Linked DNA regions of Mus musculus: regions 2, 3 and 4 are each linked to region 1. The links are chromatin contacts, called in public ChIA-PET, HiChIP or PLAC-seq and promoter capture Hi-C maps. All regions are on one chromosome and are shown on one strand. The core of a region is the stretch at or near the end of the contact, and the rest is flanking DNA. Distances in the headings are between cores, read along the strand shown. Region 1 holds the start of Mydgf (myeloid derived growth factor). Region 2 holds the start of Gtf2f1 (general transcription factor IIF, polypeptide 1). Region 3 holds the start of Ndufa11 (NADH:ubiquinone oxidoreductase subunit A11). Region 4 holds the start of Crb3 (crumbs family member 3).

Evidence for each region. ChIA-PET counts read pairs in DNA pulled down with a chosen protein or histone mark. HiChIP or PLAC-seq counts read pairs in DNA pulled down with a chosen protein or histone mark. Capture Hi-C pulls out chosen DNA fragments and counts their contacts.
Region 2: a contact with region 1 is called in an RNA polymerase II ChIA-PET map of memory CD8 T cells, with 7 read pairs. The contact joins the promoter of Gtf2f1 here to the promoter of Mydgf in region 1. A contact is called at or near these places in 1 of 39 promoter capture datasets (embryonic stem cells), 3 of 115 datasets of contacts at active chromatin or transcription factors (large pre-B cells, memory CD8 T cells and pancreatic cancer cells) and 2 of 9 other capture datasets (adipose tissue and pancreatic islet).
Region 3: a promoter capture Hi-C map of adipose tissue shows a contact between it and region 1, with 3 times the contacts expected there. The contact joins the promoter of Ndufa11 here to the promoter of Mydgf in region 1. A contact is called at or near these places in 9 of 39 promoter capture datasets (the C10 cell line, cranial neural crest, embryonic stem cells and 4 more), 2 of 484 Hi-C or Micro-C datasets (B cells and CD4 T cells), 7 of 115 datasets of contacts at active chromatin or transcription factors (astrocytes, bone marrow-derived macrophages, embryonic stem cells and 3 more) and 2 of 9 other capture datasets (adipose tissue and liver).
Region 4: a contact with region 1 is called in a FOXA1 HiChIP or PLAC-seq map of pancreatic cancer cells. The contact joins the promoter of Crb3 here to the promoter of Mydgf in region 1. A contact is called at or near these places in 1 of 39 promoter capture datasets (liver) and 1 of 115 datasets of contacts at active chromatin or transcription factors (pancreatic cancer cells).

Annotation. Positions count from the first base shown.
Region 1 is chr17:56,181,609-56,185,277 of GRCm38.p6, forward strand. It overlaps Mydgf (myeloid derived growth factor), which reads right to left and starts at 2,312. Exons shown (of 6, transcript NM_080837.2): 1 at 2,131-2,312; 2 at 1,057-1,107. The coding sequence starts at 2,283. It also overlaps a transcript of Tnfaip8l1 not described here.
Region 2 is chr17:57,010,000-57,014,060 of GRCm38.p6, forward strand. Gtf2f1 (general transcription factor IIF, polypeptide 1) reads right to left here and starts at 1,289. Exons shown (of 13, transcript NM_133801.2): 1 at 1,110-1,289; 2 at 977-1,023. The coding sequence starts at 1,121. It also overlaps the pseudogene Gm17949.
Region 3 is chr17:56,715,682-56,719,779 of GRCm38.p6, forward strand. It overlaps Ndufa11 (NADH:ubiquinone oxidoreductase subunit A11), which reads left to right and starts at 2,081. Exons shown (of 4, transcript NM_027244.1): 1 at 2,081-2,261. The coding sequence starts at 2,159. It overlaps Vmac (vimentin-type intermediate filament associated coiled-coil protein), which reads right to left and starts at 1,240. Exons shown (of 2, transcript NM_178926.3): 1 at 953-1,240; 2 at 1-136. The coding sequence starts at 1,143.
Region 4 is chr17:57,059,687-57,063,758 of GRCm38.p6, forward strand. Crb3 (crumbs family member 3) reads left to right here and starts at 2,545. Exons shown (of 4, transcript NM_177638.5): 1 at 2,545-2,687; 2 at 2,909-3,080; 3 at 3,951-4,012. The coding sequence starts at 3,008. It overlaps Slc25a23 (solute carrier family 25 (mitochondrial carrier; phosphate carrier), member 23), which reads right to left and starts at 177. Exons shown (of 10, transcript NM_025877.4): 1 at 1-177.

The sequences.
Region 1 (3,669 bases), core at 1,062-3,561:
CTGCTTCGGTTATGGTGACTCATCACAGCAGTACTGAGTCTAAGTAGAATACCCAGGCTCAGTCCCCAGCACCCACAGGACAGCTCACAACCACTCAATAACCCAAGCTCCTCTAACATCAGAGAGCCAAACACACGCGCATACACCCACACATCCAACTACATACACGTGCTTAAAAACCCTGCCTAGAGGGGAGAGGATAGGCTGGGAGCTAGGTCCTAGGGGCTTGCCCATGGGCTCTCCAGCTGACTGCCATCTTGCTTCCTCAGATGGTTTCTTCTTATTCACTAACCAAGGATCGGCAGAGATGGCTCGGTGGTTATAGCACTGGCTGCTCTTGCAGAGGACCTGACTTTGATTCCCAGCAACCACATGGTGGCTCACAACTGTAACTCCAGTTCCAGGAGATCCGATGCCCACTTTGGGCCTCTGTGGTCACTGCATGCTGGTTTCTGCTCATTGAGTACTTAACTGAAGATGGTTTTGCTGTCTGTAGCCTCTCCATTTCTTTTCCTTACTTGCTATGTACATAATAAACTCATTCATTCGATGCCACGAGCAGGGCTGTTAACCCTCTCCATGCCATACGCAACGCTCTTGTTCACGGGTGTGTGATATTCCAACTGTTGAGGTGCTGTGTACCCCTGCCCATCCGTGGACACTAAGACACTTCCACTCATTGCTCCTATGGAAAGCTCTGCTCAGAACATGCATGTCCAAGGTTCTGGATACACCAGTATTTCCACTGAATGAACTAACTTGTGTGTGGGACAGGCAGCTAACCTCATAACAGTTCACCTCGATGCCCTGGGTGCTGCTGAGGTATCGGCCCTCTTGCCAGCTTACGGGCTGCCCTGAGGACTGTCCCAGGCTCTGGTGGCTCACTGATTACACATAGACTAAGAGTCAGGGATCAGCACTGTGGGCTGCTGATTCCATTAGGCGGAAGCCAAGGCAACTAGAAGTCCTTCAGGCTCAAGGGACTGGGACTTTAGAGCCTCGGGAGTCTGGCCACTTTCCCTTGACACCAGTCGTGTGACACCCTGAGGAACTTACCTCGTTGGTCCCTCCTTGGGAAGCGTAGGTGAATGTACATGTAAACTTGTTCTGTAGAAGGAGAAATAAAAGGAGGCTGAAGAGCAAAGATCTCAATACTCAGAACCAAGACCCTAGCATACTGGGCATGGTCCTGTATGCACATCATCTCTGGTATCCAGGAGGCTGACGCAGAACTGGGAACTGGGACATAAGCTAGCCTGGGTGACTTAGCAAGGTGCTGTCCCGATGTAAAACAGATCAAAAAGGACTGAGATATACATCAGCCCCTGCCCAGAAGGTCAAGGGTTGAGCCTGTCCAGAATCCAGCAGTGAGGGGTTGGGAGGGTGACTCAGGGGTGGAGTCCCACCTAGAATCCCCTAATGAGGAGCTAGGGATGTGGCTCAGGGGTGGAGCCCCTGCCTAGGGCGGGGCAGAACCCTGGCTCTGCCGATGTGAGACTCTAGGTTCCATCCCTCAGTACACCCTCCAGAGGCCACCAGATCTCTCTCCTCTCAGGAGCTCAGAACTTTGCTCAAATCACTGTGATTTCCTAGGAAGGTCAAATGGCCTTCAGCAATCATCCCTAGAACATCACCTATGAGGTCAGTACTCGGGGCTCCTGTTAGATACAAGCTTGTACTGCTTCCTGCCCACAACACAAACCTGCCAGAAAGCACAGGACTATAGTAATGGTCTCAAGAAATGGTCACTAGGGACACCGCTGTCCCAGAAGCCAAGCTGGGGCGGGCAGAGGCTAGGCTGACTGCTGGCTCGCTGAAAGGAGAGGTGATGGACTCGTGTAAGGCTTGGGGGGTGCTCCCGCTCTAGTCCGGGTTCAGTGAGTAACCCACGTGCGACCTGTATAGCCAGTCCCCTAGATCCGCTGCTCTTATCAACCAGTATTCCCTTTTCTACAATGAGATGGGCAAGGGGAAGTCGCCTTGCAGGTAGGGAGTGACTGACAGAAGACAGACGAGGCAGCCAGGTCCCTTCTTCAGGTAACCCTGCCTCTGCCACTCCACCCGGTCTCCAGGACCACCTGATCGGAAGTCCATAGGCATCGATTCCCGGGCAGGAGGCTTAGCACGTACCCCGGGTCCTACGTCCTGGGAGAACGAATGCACGACCCCTCCGGGCCTCACGTCAAATGGCACGGTGGTGGGCTCGGACACAGCGGCGGCCAATTTCAGCGCTGCGGCCGCCAGGACCACCGCAGTCCAGAAGCCTCCGCTGGGGGCTGCCATCTTGCTTCCGGGGCAATGCGCAGGCGCTCGCGAACGTGGAGTGACACGCGCGGGACACGTCAGCGCCGAACGGTGACAACGTCGCCCCGCCCGATTTGGCTGCCATGGTGGGGCGGGACTCGACTTGGCACGTGATGCACTACAGCGCCTCTGATTGACGCTCGCGGATGCCTGGAGGGCGACTTCGTCTTGGCGCTTGTTTGGGTTGGAGTTTGCAGGTAACTTTTGCCTCCCCCCCGGATATTTTTATATCTCACTTAAATGGGCTCCCGGACTCACTTCAGGACAACATGGGGGTTGACAGTGTTTAATTTTGTTAGATTATCCATTTGTTAATAAATATGGTTTATTTCACTTTTATTTGTCCTATTTTTTTGGTTTTGACGAGACAAGGTCCTGGAAATCTCTCCAGGCTAGCCGGGAACTCAGAGATCTGCCTGACTCTGCCACCTGAGTGCTGAGATTAAGGCGTAGGCCTCCACCACCACCTGTTGATTGTTTTTTGTTTTGTAACATATTTTACATATATGTGTGTGTGTGTGTGTGTGTGTGTGTGTGTGTGTGTGTGTGTGTGTGTGTGTATTAAGGTTTGTTTTTTGTGTTTTTTTTGGTGGGGGGTCTCTGTAGCCCTGGCTGTCCTGGAACTCACTCTGTAGACTAGGTTGGCCTCAAACTCAGAAATCCACCTCCCTCTGCCTCCCAAGTGCTGGGATTAAAGGTGTGCGACACCACTTCCCGGCATATTTTTCAAAAATATTTTATTGTGAGGGCTGCGGTGATGGCTCAGCAATTAAGAGCACTGGCTGTTCTATAGAGGACCAAGATTTGAAGCCCAGCACCCACATGGTGCTTTACAACTTTAACTCCATTTCCAAGAGATCCGATGTCTTCTTCTGGCCTCTGCAGGTACCAGGTATGCATGTGGTACACAGACAGACATGAAAATAATATAATAATAGCAATACTTTAAAAGTGAATTCTTCCGGTTTTGCAGCTTCCTATAGGTCACAGGTGTTGCTATGCTGTTACCGGACCTAGAGCATGCCTGGCCAGCCCTCTGCTGCTGAATAATTTTCCCATCTTTCCACTGGCCAGCGAGATGGAATAGTGAGTAAAGGGCTTGCAGCCATGACTTCAGCCCTGGTCACTAGATGGTGGTAGAACTGACTCCTAAAAGCTGTTCTCACTACATGTGAATTGGGGCAAGCAGCCTTGCACAACAGAAAATAAGTATCTTAAAATTAGACTCTACGGCTAAGTGATCCTCTATCTAGTTACAAGTACCTCATTTCCTCTCAAATGGCTGCTGATGCCACCTTAGCCTGCCCCATCCCAGTCCTCCTGTAGTCCCTGAGCGGTGCACCACAAAAGCCATCAGAGTAGTGG
Region 2 (4,061 bases), core at 39-2,538, 830 kb after region 1:
TTAGGCAACCTGCAAGTTGAGAACCACGCTCTAGTTTTTCAGGGGTTTTGTTTTGTTTTGTTTTAAAGAATCAAGATCCATCTCATCCAACCCAACCCCATCAGATAAAGATCCACAGACACTAGGCTCTCTTACAGCATCACATACAGAAAGAGTGAGAGCGAGAGCAAGAGCGAGAGTGAGAGAGGAGAGACAAGAGAGAACATTCATACACATAGATAATAAATTAAATCTTCAAGAAACAAAGGGACCACCAGGCAGAGTTGGCACATGCCTTTAATCCCAGCACTTGGGAGGCAGAGGCAGGTGGATTTCTGAGTTCGAGGCCAGCCTGGTCTACAAGGTGAGTTCCAGGACAGCCAGGGCTACACAGAGAAACCCTGTCTCGAAAAACCAAAAGAGAAAAAAAGAAAAAAGGAACCAAAAGTGCGGAGGACCCCTATGTAGAAAGAAGGGCAGGCAGGCAAGGGTCTTAATGGATCTGAGTGGGTTCAAAGCCAGCCTGATCAAACCATCTGAACTACACAGTAAGACTCTTGTCTTCAAAATAAACAAAACTTAAGAGGGGGCTGGGTGTGGCTCGGTGGTGGAGTACTTGCCTAGCATGTACCCACCTAAAATAAAGTTAGAAGTTGAGGGACATGGCACTTGGCACAAAAAAACAGGATGTATACCACCTGTGACCAGTTTGGGGTTTTCTTTTATTTTGGGACAGGACCCGACTATGTAGCCCTGGCTGTCCTGGAACTCACTATACAGACCTGGCTGGCTGCGAACTCACAGAAATTCTCTTACATCTGCTTCCCAAGTGCTGAGATTAAAGGCAGTCACCATGTCTGACCTGACCCGTCTGACTCAGGGCAAAGTCACCGACCCCTGACATTAACTACCAAGGGGTAACTGTTACTGTGTCTTGGACGGGGTGGCAGGGGAACACAGGGCCGAGGTTCTGGAGTGTGGGTGGACGGGGACTTACTTGGGGACTCGGACGACGTACTCGGTGACATTCTGGCTGCTGGAGCCCTGCAAGAGAGCAGGGGTCTGTAAGGCGAGGAGAGGGCGCGGGGTCTGTTCTGCGACACCTCTGTCCCCACCTCATTCATACTCACTAGAGCCGCCATGGCCGTTGCTCAAGCTGCTCCCGGTCGGCCTGACGGGATGAACTTCGTTGTGTCCCTCGGCTCCAGGAAAGGGAAGGCACCTTTCCTGGTTGTCACGTTAGTGTGATGCTGTGCTTTGGATTTCCAAATCCTTAAGTCTCGGAGAATGCTGGAAGACGAGAAAAAGAGACCTAACTCTCTGCGCATGCGTTAGAGCCTGACCCGGAAGTTGAGCTGCCACACCGAGAAGAGCGCAGCCGCTGTAACTACTCTAGATCACCAGCTTCGGAGAGAAAGCCACCTTTTGGCGGCGTTCTCTGTTTATATACCACGGAAAAGTCACGTGTAGACACGCCCGTCGTGACGTCACGACGCAGGCACCGCGGAGCATCCTGGGTAGGGTGGAAATGGAGTCTCCTGGTAGACGCGAACTCGATCCTCTTGCGCAAGCGTAAATGTGTCCAAGAAGCGGGAACGGAGGCCGAGTTGCCATGGCAACCGAGGCCCACTCTGTGGGGTGGCTTCTTCGGCTCTTCTGGGGCGGGTCTGAGGTTCAGTTTTCTGTGTCCTGGGATATGGGGATCCCGAGGATCTTGCAAAATGAGTCCCTTGTGACGTAGAGCGGAGCCGGGGACTCGGTGCAGGGTGGAGACAGGGCCCCAGCGTACCCCGGCATTGCGGGCGGGATGGGTCTGTGCGAGTCCACGCTGCCCCAGCTGGGCAGAGCTTTGAGGCCCCAGGAGAAGGGTAACGACGTGGGGTGGTTGGTTTACATGGGCCAACGAAAGGGGGAGATGGGCAAGTATCCCCACTACCTGGGGGTGTACACCAACCCCTGCACGGAAGGAACGCATCTGCGCATGCTCCCACCTCACTGTTGGTTGATGCCTTTGGCATATAACTTGAGTAGAGGAGCCAGTGTCGGAAATGGAAAGTACTATTCTCTGGGGACAAATCAGAGAAAGGGAGCCTACGGGATGCAAAGGAGTTGGTTAAGCAGAGGGGCAAGGGAGGCACAGGCATTGAACTTGAGAGGAATGAGATAGGCTGATTCCATGACTGTCTTTGCATAAACAACTGACTCCACAGATGTGTCTAGTAGGGGAGGCATTCATTTCTCCGCCTTCAGGGAGTGCGCCTTAAGTTACAGAGGCTGGCTAGGAAGACCAAAGTGAACTGAAAGGGACAAAGAACGAGGGCTGACTGCGGAGGAGAGGAAAGGGCAGAGAGGTCTTATCCCAACTCAGAGGTTGTGTGACTAGAGGCACAAGCAGGCAGCATAGAAAGGACCGCATGGTGGGCGGAGCAGGGTGCTACTGGGTGAGTTTGAGGGCCCTCTTCTTTATCTGTAAAATGGGGTGATGGAGTCACTAAGGCACTTCATGGAGGTCTGTGCAAATGGCTCAGGAAAATCCCCACAGGGGGATGCTTCAACGTGAGTCCAGGATTTCTTATAGACTTGCACTAGTACCATCTTTCTTCCCTGAACACCATAGATATCCTGAGGTATCCCCTGATCATCTTCGTGGTGGGGGGGCCCGGCTGCGGGAAAGGGACCCAGTGCAGAAACATGGCTCTGAAATACGGCTTCTACCATGTGGAGCTGGGCCAGCTGCTGCGGGAGGAGGCTCAGAGAAGCACCCAGAGGGGACGGCAGATCCGGGACATCATGCAGAAGGGACTCCTGGTACCCACGGTGAGAGTTCACAGGAGTTCATGGGGTCACTCATGGCTGGACGGAGTCCCCAGGAAGCCAGGGTCTGCTGGCCCAGTGACTGCCTTGCAGCCCTAACCTGTTCTTATCTGACAGTGTTGTGGTGATGTAAGAGTTAAGGACACTGGCTGCTCCTGTCCAGAAGCTGGGTTTGCTTCCCAGCACCCAAATGACAGCTCACAACTATCTGTTAACTCTATTTCCAGGGTTTCCTGTACTCTCTTCTGGTCTTGCACACACTCACACATACATGTAAACAAACACTCACAAATCAAAAAAAAAAAAAAAAAAAAAAAGGTCACTGGCCTAGAATGCGCAAAGTCCTGGGTCCCATACCCAGCAGAAACTGGGTGCATGCTGGGCAAGGCACCCTTGACTACATAGACAGGCCAGTCTGTGCTACGGGCCAGAGATGGCACACTGGGTGAAGACATTTTGCGGCCAAGCCTCACAGCCTGAATTCAACCCCTGAACTGACTCCTGTGAATGAATGGCACATGTGCCATCCTTCTCCAACTAGATAAATGATAAAAGAGATCTAATAACCTTTTTTTAGATCGAATAAGAGTCTAGCCCAGCCAGGCAGTGGTGACACACATCTTTTATCCCAGCACTTGGGAAAGCAGAGGCAGAAGGATTTCTGTGAGTTTGAGGCCAGCCTGGTCTACAGAGTGAGTTCAAGGACAGCCAGCGACACACAGAAACCCTGTCTTAAACTAGCCCTCCCCCACAAACAAAAGATTCTAGCCTGGGATATGTCAGGGACTATATCAGGCATGGGGGAGGGAGTGACAAAGGAAGAGAGGAAAGGAGAGAGGGAAAAAGAAAGCCAGATGAAGTGACAAACACCTGTTATCCTTGGACCTGGAAGGCTGAGGCAGGAGAATGGGGAATTTGAGGTCAGCCTGGGTAACATAGACCCTATAAATAAGTTACTTAAACAAATCAGCTGCTGTACCCATAAACTGCACACCCACATATTCAGTGGATCCTACCGAAAATGTCCAGGAAGCAAATTGCTGAGAAGGGACATACTTCCTCCCCTACACAGCAAAGTAGAGACATTTATCTAGAATTAGATTGATGGTGTATCAGGTAATGTAAACTGGTAGAGTCTTAGAATATCTGATGGGCATAGTAGGACAAGCCTGTCACTCAGGAAGGTGGAGGCAAGAAGATTGGAAGTTCAGTTCAAGGTCATTGGACTTGGTCATTGGACCGTTCATCCCAACACTCAGGAGGCAGAG
Region 3 (4,098 bases), core at 831-3,330, 530 kb after region 1:
GCGAGTGATGTCCTGCAGCAGGTCAGCCCGAGGCTGTAGCTGCTGGATCATCTGGTCCCTCTGGTCCACTGCGGCCTGCAGGCTGCGAACTGTGGCCTCAGAGCTCAGCAGCTGCTCTTGGAGGGCAGATATCTCCCTGGTAAGAGGACCAAATAAGGTAGTTACCTACAGGGGGTGGGGGTGGGGGCATCTACCTGCTCCAGAATCCTCTGAGACTCCCTATGTCTCCTCCTGCACTACTTCTTTGTGTGCTTGTTTATGTGCATAGGCGCACACATGTGACAGCAAACATGTGGAAGTCAAGGTACAATTTTCAAGAGTTGGTTCGCTCCTCCTGCCCCATGGGATCAAATTCTTTGTCATTCTTAGTGGCGAGTGTCTTTATACACAGAGCCATTGATGTCATTGGTAAAGCACCCTCAGCCCCACAGCAGGCCTGGCGCTCTGTCATCCCAGCACTCGAGAGATGGAGGCAGAAGGATCAGGGGTTGAAAGCTACATAGTGCCTTTAAGGCCAGCCTTCTCTCAAAAAACAAAACAGTGCCAGTTTTGTGTGTCCTTCGGTAGGACTTCCGCATGGTCACAAATGGTTGTCACAGATCTGACTATTCTATATAGGGGTGTTCTGTGCCTTTGTCTACCGATGTGGGCCCCTACCCAGCAGCTTCCTTCGATCATCAGACACAATACTCTTGCACCTACCGGCAGACTCGGCCTTGTGGGTGGGACAGCTGGCTTCATTTTAACAGTTTGAAATGCTCTCAAGTAACCCAGGCTATACTCTAAAGTCCCCATGTAGTCGAGGATGGCCCGAACTCCTGATCCTCCAGTCTCAGCCCTCCTAGTGCTGTGATGCCGGGCATTTAGTGCTCCGGAAATTTTTGCTCTCGGTTCCCAGCCCTTTCCACCCGCCTCCTTTGGGATGTCCGCCGGGCCTCCTCCAGGGCCTCACCGGTCCTTGGCGCGACCCAGCTCATCCAGGGCGGCGCGCAGGTGCTGGTCGTGGCAGGCCAGGCGCTCGGCCTGCGCACCAATCGTGCGCTCAGCCGCCAGCAGCCGCCTCTCCAGCTCCGCTGCGCGTCGGTGCACGGCGGCCAGGTGCGCGTTCGCCTCCCGGATCTGCAGAGGTGGCGGCGCAGACATGGCCCCCGGCTGCCGTGCAGGCCCCACCCCGCCCTGTCGGGTCACGCCCACAACGCAAGAAGCCCCGCCCCTGAGCCCGACCCCCACCCCCCACCCCCTCCCTCACATGCAGCTGCCAGGCTGCCGCTGCATTAATTTAAACCTTCTCAAGAGGCCCCGCCCAACTTCGAAGTGACGTCAAGAAAGACACGCCCCCCGGAGGAAGGCGTGTGCTTCCTCTTGGGCTCTCACTATTGGCCACGTTTCTACCAGGGGCAGGACTAAGTGCGGCCACGCCCCGTAGCCAATGTTCACGTCCCTTTCAGGACCAGCTCCTGAGTGTGGCTGTGCCTGCGAGTGCAGCGAGGACTTAAAACCAAAGCAGAGTGGGCCTGGTCTCCGTCAATTATAATCCTCACGCTAAATCCTCACGATTGGTCCCCTTGCCCCCAGCCTGGCCACGCCCCCAAATAGTTACACGCGGTCCTGATTGAGATGGGCATGAAACCACACCCCTACACAGTCCGGATCCCTGACGAGCCAACCGCTTTTGCGCTGTGTCCCGCCGCGTCCGTGCAGCTCCGGCTAACTAGGGTATCACTAGCCTCGCGCTGTAATATCTGCCCTGCGATTGTCCTACCTTCTGTTAGTTTCGATCGCTGACCTGCCTGACAGTGTAATGGCTGTCCTGCGACCTGTCAATCCCATCCTTGGATGCACTATCAACATTCTCCGTACTAGAAACCTCGTCTTCGCTAGGGCTGGAGGCGTTTTTCTTCATGGCCTCAGTTTACCTTTCCTGACGTCACGGGCGTCTCTGTCCAGATTCACTTGTGGACCGAGCACGACACAGATCTTGCTACGGGATTAATAAGACCTCGGTACAAACCTGCACTGCGCGCATGCGCGCACGCCTTGTCTGCGTCCAAGGCGTTCAATAAAGTTGCGCGCTGGAAACCTCGCGAGAGTTGACCTAGCCGGCTACCCTTGAGTTCGCCCAGACGCTTTAGGGTCGGCCGAGCAAGCCCAGCTAGGTATGGCGATGGTGAAGCGGTTCTTTGAATCTTACCATGAGGTCCCCGACGGCACCCAGTGTCATCGCAAGACCTACATCACCACGGCCTTAGGCGGCATTTGCGGTGAGCGCGGGCCGGTGGGCGGGCGGAGGGCGGAGGTCTGGAAGCAAAGGTCAGAGGGCGCGCGGAGGTCCCTGGGGCGCCGGGGCGCAATGGCTGTAAAGGCGGAAGAGGTTGAGACTTTTGAGGGGCGTAGACTCGTCAGTGCCTAGGGGCTTCAGAGGTCGTAGGTCAATATCAGGGAGCAAAAGCTGGAGAAAATGTGAAGGTCATTTCAGCGTCGTCAGGAGTTTTTAGGGTTAAGGGGTGATCGGGTCATCGGAGTTTTTGAAGACAAGTTCTAGGGTTGCCTTGGCAAGACTGCAAACCCTCTGTGTAGCGGAGGATGGCCTTGAGGTCTTGATTCTCCTGTCTCCAGTCTGGCCTGCATGATCCTCCTGCCTCAGCTGCCCGAGTGCTGGGATGACAGGGCTACACCCCAATCTAGCCTCTGGAAGATGTTTTTGTTATTTTTGTTTTGTTTTGTTTTGTTTCTATTTTCCGCCACCACGGAACCTATTAATTTGCTCTTATTTTTAAATGATTTAAAGTGATTTAGTTTTGTCTTACGCTCATTGGTGTGTTACCTGTATGTCTTGTGTGTCCGATTCTCTGGAATTGGAGCTGCAGACAGTTGTGAGGTGCCCGTGTGGGGCCTGAGAGTTGAACCCAGGTAATGTGGAAGGGCTGTTCTATTTCTCCAGGACTGAGAGAGAGCCATCTCTCCAGCATGATTTACTATTATTTTGGACATGATCTCCCTATGTAACCCAGGCTGGCTTGGGATTCAAAGAAAGTGTCCCGCCTCTGCCTCCTGAATTCCCAGATTAAAAGTATGCATCATCATGAGGACCTGATTCTGGAAGATTCCAAATAGGGCACACTTGTTTGGAAGGTCAGATGTCCTTTTAAGGCTGTCATGGGGTTACCTTTGGCATTTGAGACTCTTAAGGTGCCCCCTCATGCCTAGTTCATTCACTCACTTATGCTATCCCTCAAGGCCTCATTCAGTCATATATTTCTGGTGTGTCCACAGGCCTCACATTCATGAGTTTACCCAAGGCTTTGCTCCCACAAAGCAGGTGTTGTAGGGTCAGGTGATTGGGGGATTTTAAAACAGACAGAACAAGCCTAGTCGTGGTGGTGCATGCCTTTGAGCCCAGAACTTGGGGGGCAAGGCAGGCAGATCTCTGTGAGGGAGGCCATGGAGAGAACATGGGTGTTGATCCAGAGGAGGACTGTGTGCACTCTTGGTGTCTGGCTGGAGTCTGTCTTGGGTAGATGTGGAGAGTAGGCAGGCCCTTGCCAGAGGTGCCATGTCAGAGCTACTGAGGGAGGAAGTGGACAATTATGTCAGCTTTGAAAATTCTTCCCTGTGTCCTAACTCCTTTGTTCCCAAGCTCCCTGCTTGGCTCCCCTAAGGGGGATATTGCAGAAAGGCAGTGACCCTGCCTTCCCAGCAGGATCTAGCAACTTGGAGGCGTGGTGGAACTCACAATTGAATGAGGGAGGTCTTTGGGGCCTCAGTGGAAGGATGGATGAATAAATGAACGTGGCTTGTGCAACACAGTGAGTGAATGAATGAATGAATGAATGAATTCCTGCCCTGCCGGCACAGCAGTTAGGAATGGATAGCTCCTGGGCGCAGCTGCACCTGGAGGTTCCATGCTGCAGCTGGTGCTCCTGGAGGGTCCCGTGCTGCAGCTGGTGCTCCTGGAGGCGCTCCATGCTGTAGGTGGTGCTCTTGGAGGGTCCCATGTTGCAGGAGGTGCTCCTGGAGGGTCCCATGCTGCAGGTGGTGCTCCTGGAGGGTCCCATGCTGCAGGTGGTACTCCTGGAGGGTCCCATGCTGCAGGTGGTA
Region 4 (4,072 bases), core at 1,295-3,794, 880 kb after region 1:
GGGGGAGGGGAGGCCCCGCAGCGACGGCCTCGGCGGGGGCTTTCTGGCTCCCCCTCCCCCCCGGGGTCCCCACAAAGCCAGCTCCCGCGCCCACCCGCACCGCAGCCTCTTCAGTGCGGGGCCGAGCTCCGGCACTTGCTGGAAGTGATAAATGCTAGTCGTCCCCGCCCGCGCCAGAACTTGGTCTCCTCCTCCGACCCGCATTACTTGGGGGAGGGGGCTGGGGGCGGAGCAGGGGGCGTGGGGAAGCATTCTAGGAGGCTCTGGTTTTGCACATCTGACAGCGCATTCCTGGGACGGTAGGAGAGGCAACCGTCTTAGTACTCTGCTTGCCTCAGTTTACCCTTTTTTCCTTAAATGGTTTTGGTAGGGAATTGTCAGGAATTGGATTCGTAATCTTGTTCATTTACACCTTCCTCTCTAACGGATCACTTATCAGAAATTCAAGTTTTTGCTTCTCCCAGGTCTACGCAAAGAATTCTGAACCAGTTTAAAAGCTTCTTTCGCCCGCCTGCTCTAGTTAGATTCCCCAGTCGATGATAGAAACAGCAGATCAACAAAGAGGTGTGGGCTCCCTCCCCAACACTTCATTCCGCCCGCGCGCCTCCTTTTCTTGGTGACACTCGGAGAGAGAAACGCAAGGTCAACGAGCGGCGCGGCTGCAAAGTTAAATCCTTATTGGTCAATGCGCCCTAGCTGCGGCGGTCCGCTCTACCTAGGCGGGGCTTCCCGGTTGACCCGCCGCGGCCTCCTGTCCCGCAGCTCGCAGCCCGCTAGGCATTCTTAAAGGGGCCGCGCCCCAATTCAGACTCTCTGAAGGCTGCTCTTTGCAGACCTGCCTGGAAAGGGAGTCGCGGACCAGTATCTCCCGCGCCACTAAAGATAACGATCAGGAGGAGGGGCTCTGGAGGCGGGGCCTCAGCCGGCGGCTGTGGTTGCACCTGCTGAAGTCCCGCCCACAAGTTTCGGGTGCAGTTTTTCGTCTCACCGTCAGGGGGAAGGGCGTCCGTCTGACCGCGAATAATAAATAAGAGCTCACATTGAGTGCGTTGCGCATGCCAGAGCCCTTCACTCGCTGCTCAGTAACGAACCTACCCCAAACCCTGTGAGGTAGGTAGGTGACACTAGCTTTTCCCACGCTACAGTGGAGAAATCAAAAGCTTCAAATCTTAGTCTGGATTCCCATTTAGGGCCAGAGCAGAGATTTAAACAGAGTTTAAACCACCACTCCCAGGAAGGGACGACGCCTCATTTATTTATTTATTTATTTATTTATTTTTCTTGTTCAAAGACACAGTCTCTCTATGTAGCCACGGAATTTACTATGTAGACCGGGCTGATCTGGACCTCACAGAGCTCCACCTGGGATCTAAGGCGTATGCTACACTACAATGGGTGTTGTATATAGCCTTGTATGTGCTAGATAAACTAGCCACAGAACTCCAGCTGCAGCTCTATGGCTATTGTTGTTATTGTCCTTTTGAGCCAAGGTCTCTGTAGCCTCGCTGGCCTTGAATGTGCAGCAGTTCGCCTGCTTCGGAATCCCAGTTGCTGGGACGGCAATCACGTGCCATCATATCCGGTGCATGACCACCTTTTACCCAAAGATACATCCAGAGGTCATGCGGTCCCCACCCAAGCTGTGCCCATACATCTGTGGTGAACAGGTGAAAGTCCCACCCACTCCCTCTACCAGCTACCAGATGTTTCCATGCATAAGAGTTTCTGTGTGGGTGCCGTGGGACATCACTACTTCTGCGCAGACGCCCCAAATCCATGCTTCCTCACAGACACTTCCCTGGCAGGTGGACCTCATACGGATGTTCTTCAGTGTGGACATAAGGCCTTCCGTTAAGCTGGGCGAGATTCTGCACAGATCTTTGTCCGGTTTTTTTTTTTTTTTTTTTTTTTTTTAATACCGCACGGGTTTAATCTAAGCAGGTGTTCTGATTACACTCTGACTACAAGCCTACATGTATCTTTCTACAAAACTAGTCCTGTACAGGTTGGTTGATTTTTTTGGTTATGGGATGAAAATGGAACCCAGGGGTCTCAGGCATGCTAAGGAGGAATTCATGGCTGAGTAAGGGGCGATCCAATCACTAAGACATTCTTGGAAGGCGACCTTCACTAGGCCATTTAAGGCAGGGGTTCTGGCCCCGAGCCACGCTCCCAGCCCCTTTTACTTTTGAAATAGGGTTTATTCAGGCTGGCTTTGAACTTGGGGTCCTCCTGCCTCAGCCTCCAGAATACATTTAGAATACAGGTTAGCATTCCCAGGTCTGACTTCAGGGTGTGAGTTCTTCAGTGTTTCCCATCGGAGCCCGCCTCTTATAAGTGTGTATCTTTCTGGAGTGTCGCCACGCCCCCCGCCGGGGTATGCACCCCTGTGCTTACACCTGCTCATTTCCGCCCTCTGCGGTGCTCCGGGTCGCAATGGGGTTCCCGTTACAGGTGCTCTGGCGGCGCGGCCCCGCCCTCTTCGCCCCGCCCCTCTCAGCCAGGCTCAGGTGCACAAGCCGGAAGTGCGCTCTTTGCCCAGGTGGGTGACTAAACTTTCCGGGTCACGTGAGCGGGCGGGGCGGGTGGGATCTGGAGCGACCGGGTGAAGGACGGAGACTCGGGGTTCCAGCTGGGAACCCGGGATTGGGAACCTGAGCGAAGTCCCTCTCAGACGCTGGAGTCAGGTAGGGAGGCAGGGCGCGCAGCCTGTCCTGTCCCCACCTCCTCCTTCCCTTTTCCTGGCCCAAGAATGCGGTCGGGGAGTTAATCTTTAATCTCTGACCCTTGGCGCCGAGGGCGGGGAGCGCACTCCAAGATTGGGTTGCCTGTCGCTGGGCCCCGAGCCTGAGTCCAGCCCCTCACCCTATGCTGCGCCCTCTCCCCCCCACCCCGGTCTGGTCCCCAGGTCCTGGGTCGCAGGTGCCCTCCTCGACCCAAGATGCGGTAGGAATTGGCGCCTTGGGGAAGTCCTGTCCTTGGCGTCACCAACTCGTCGCCTAAACTCATGGCGACCCCAGGCCTGGGGGTGCTCTTGGCGTTTGGTTTGCCGATGCTGCCCTCCGGCTGGAGCCTAACAGGTAGGTACTGTCCGGGGCAGCGCTCGGGTGGGAGGAGGGTTCCCGGGTTGAACTCAGAAGTGCCGGGCATTTGCGACCCAGAGAGGGCGACAGGTCTGAGGAATGAGCTTGGAATGCGTTTGGAGACCAAGTTTGAAAGCTTCAGGGCTGAATTTCAAATTAGTTTAGCTGACCTGCGAACTTTTTTTTTTTCCAGTTTTTTTTTCTCCAGTTTTTTTTTTTTTTTCTTTTAACGTTGCTGAGGCTCGAACCAGCGTTTTTCTGAACGCTCCGTACCCGCAGCCTAGAATTCCTGAGTCCTTAAGTCTTGTGGAATTTAGGAGCTGGGGGTTGTTGGGCAGAGCCCAGAGGTGGAGGAGGGGAGGGAGAGCCTGGGCACCTGAGTCTGCATAGTTGAGAGTCTTAAGCAGTCAGGGGGACCTGGAGGGAGCCCAGCTGACAGGGCTGGCCCTCCGTAGGTGTGGACCCAGCCAGACCTTCCCTCAGTCTCTAGTTCCAGTTTCGGGAGCCTGGGGGGTGGGGGGACCTTGTGAGTCACATACTCCTGGGAAAGGTTGAGCCCCGCCCAGGTCCTTAAGGGTTCTGGGCCGGAGTGATGGTGGAGGGGGACACGGTTCTGGAAGCCATCTATTCTAATAGGCTAACAATGGTGACTCTGGGTGGTCAGATTATTACCTGCTGGGCTGAGGGTGGCCAGAGAAACCAGCATCACACCCGAGGGTGGAGTGGGTGGCCTGGCTGTACTTGCTGCCTCAATTCCAGCTGGAGACTTTGGAAGGCGTTTTGCAAGGTCTGACTGAGTGGTGTGTAAGTGATAACTAGTGAAGAAGACCCCAGCATGGATTTTTTTTTTCTCTTTCTGTTCCACAGCACCGGACCCTTTCACAAATAGCACAACTCAACCCCCAGGTGATGAGTCCAACGGGGGCCTGGTGAGTTGGGAAGGTGTAAGAAGGAAGAGCAAGTGTGTGAGACCAGAGTAGTATGGGACA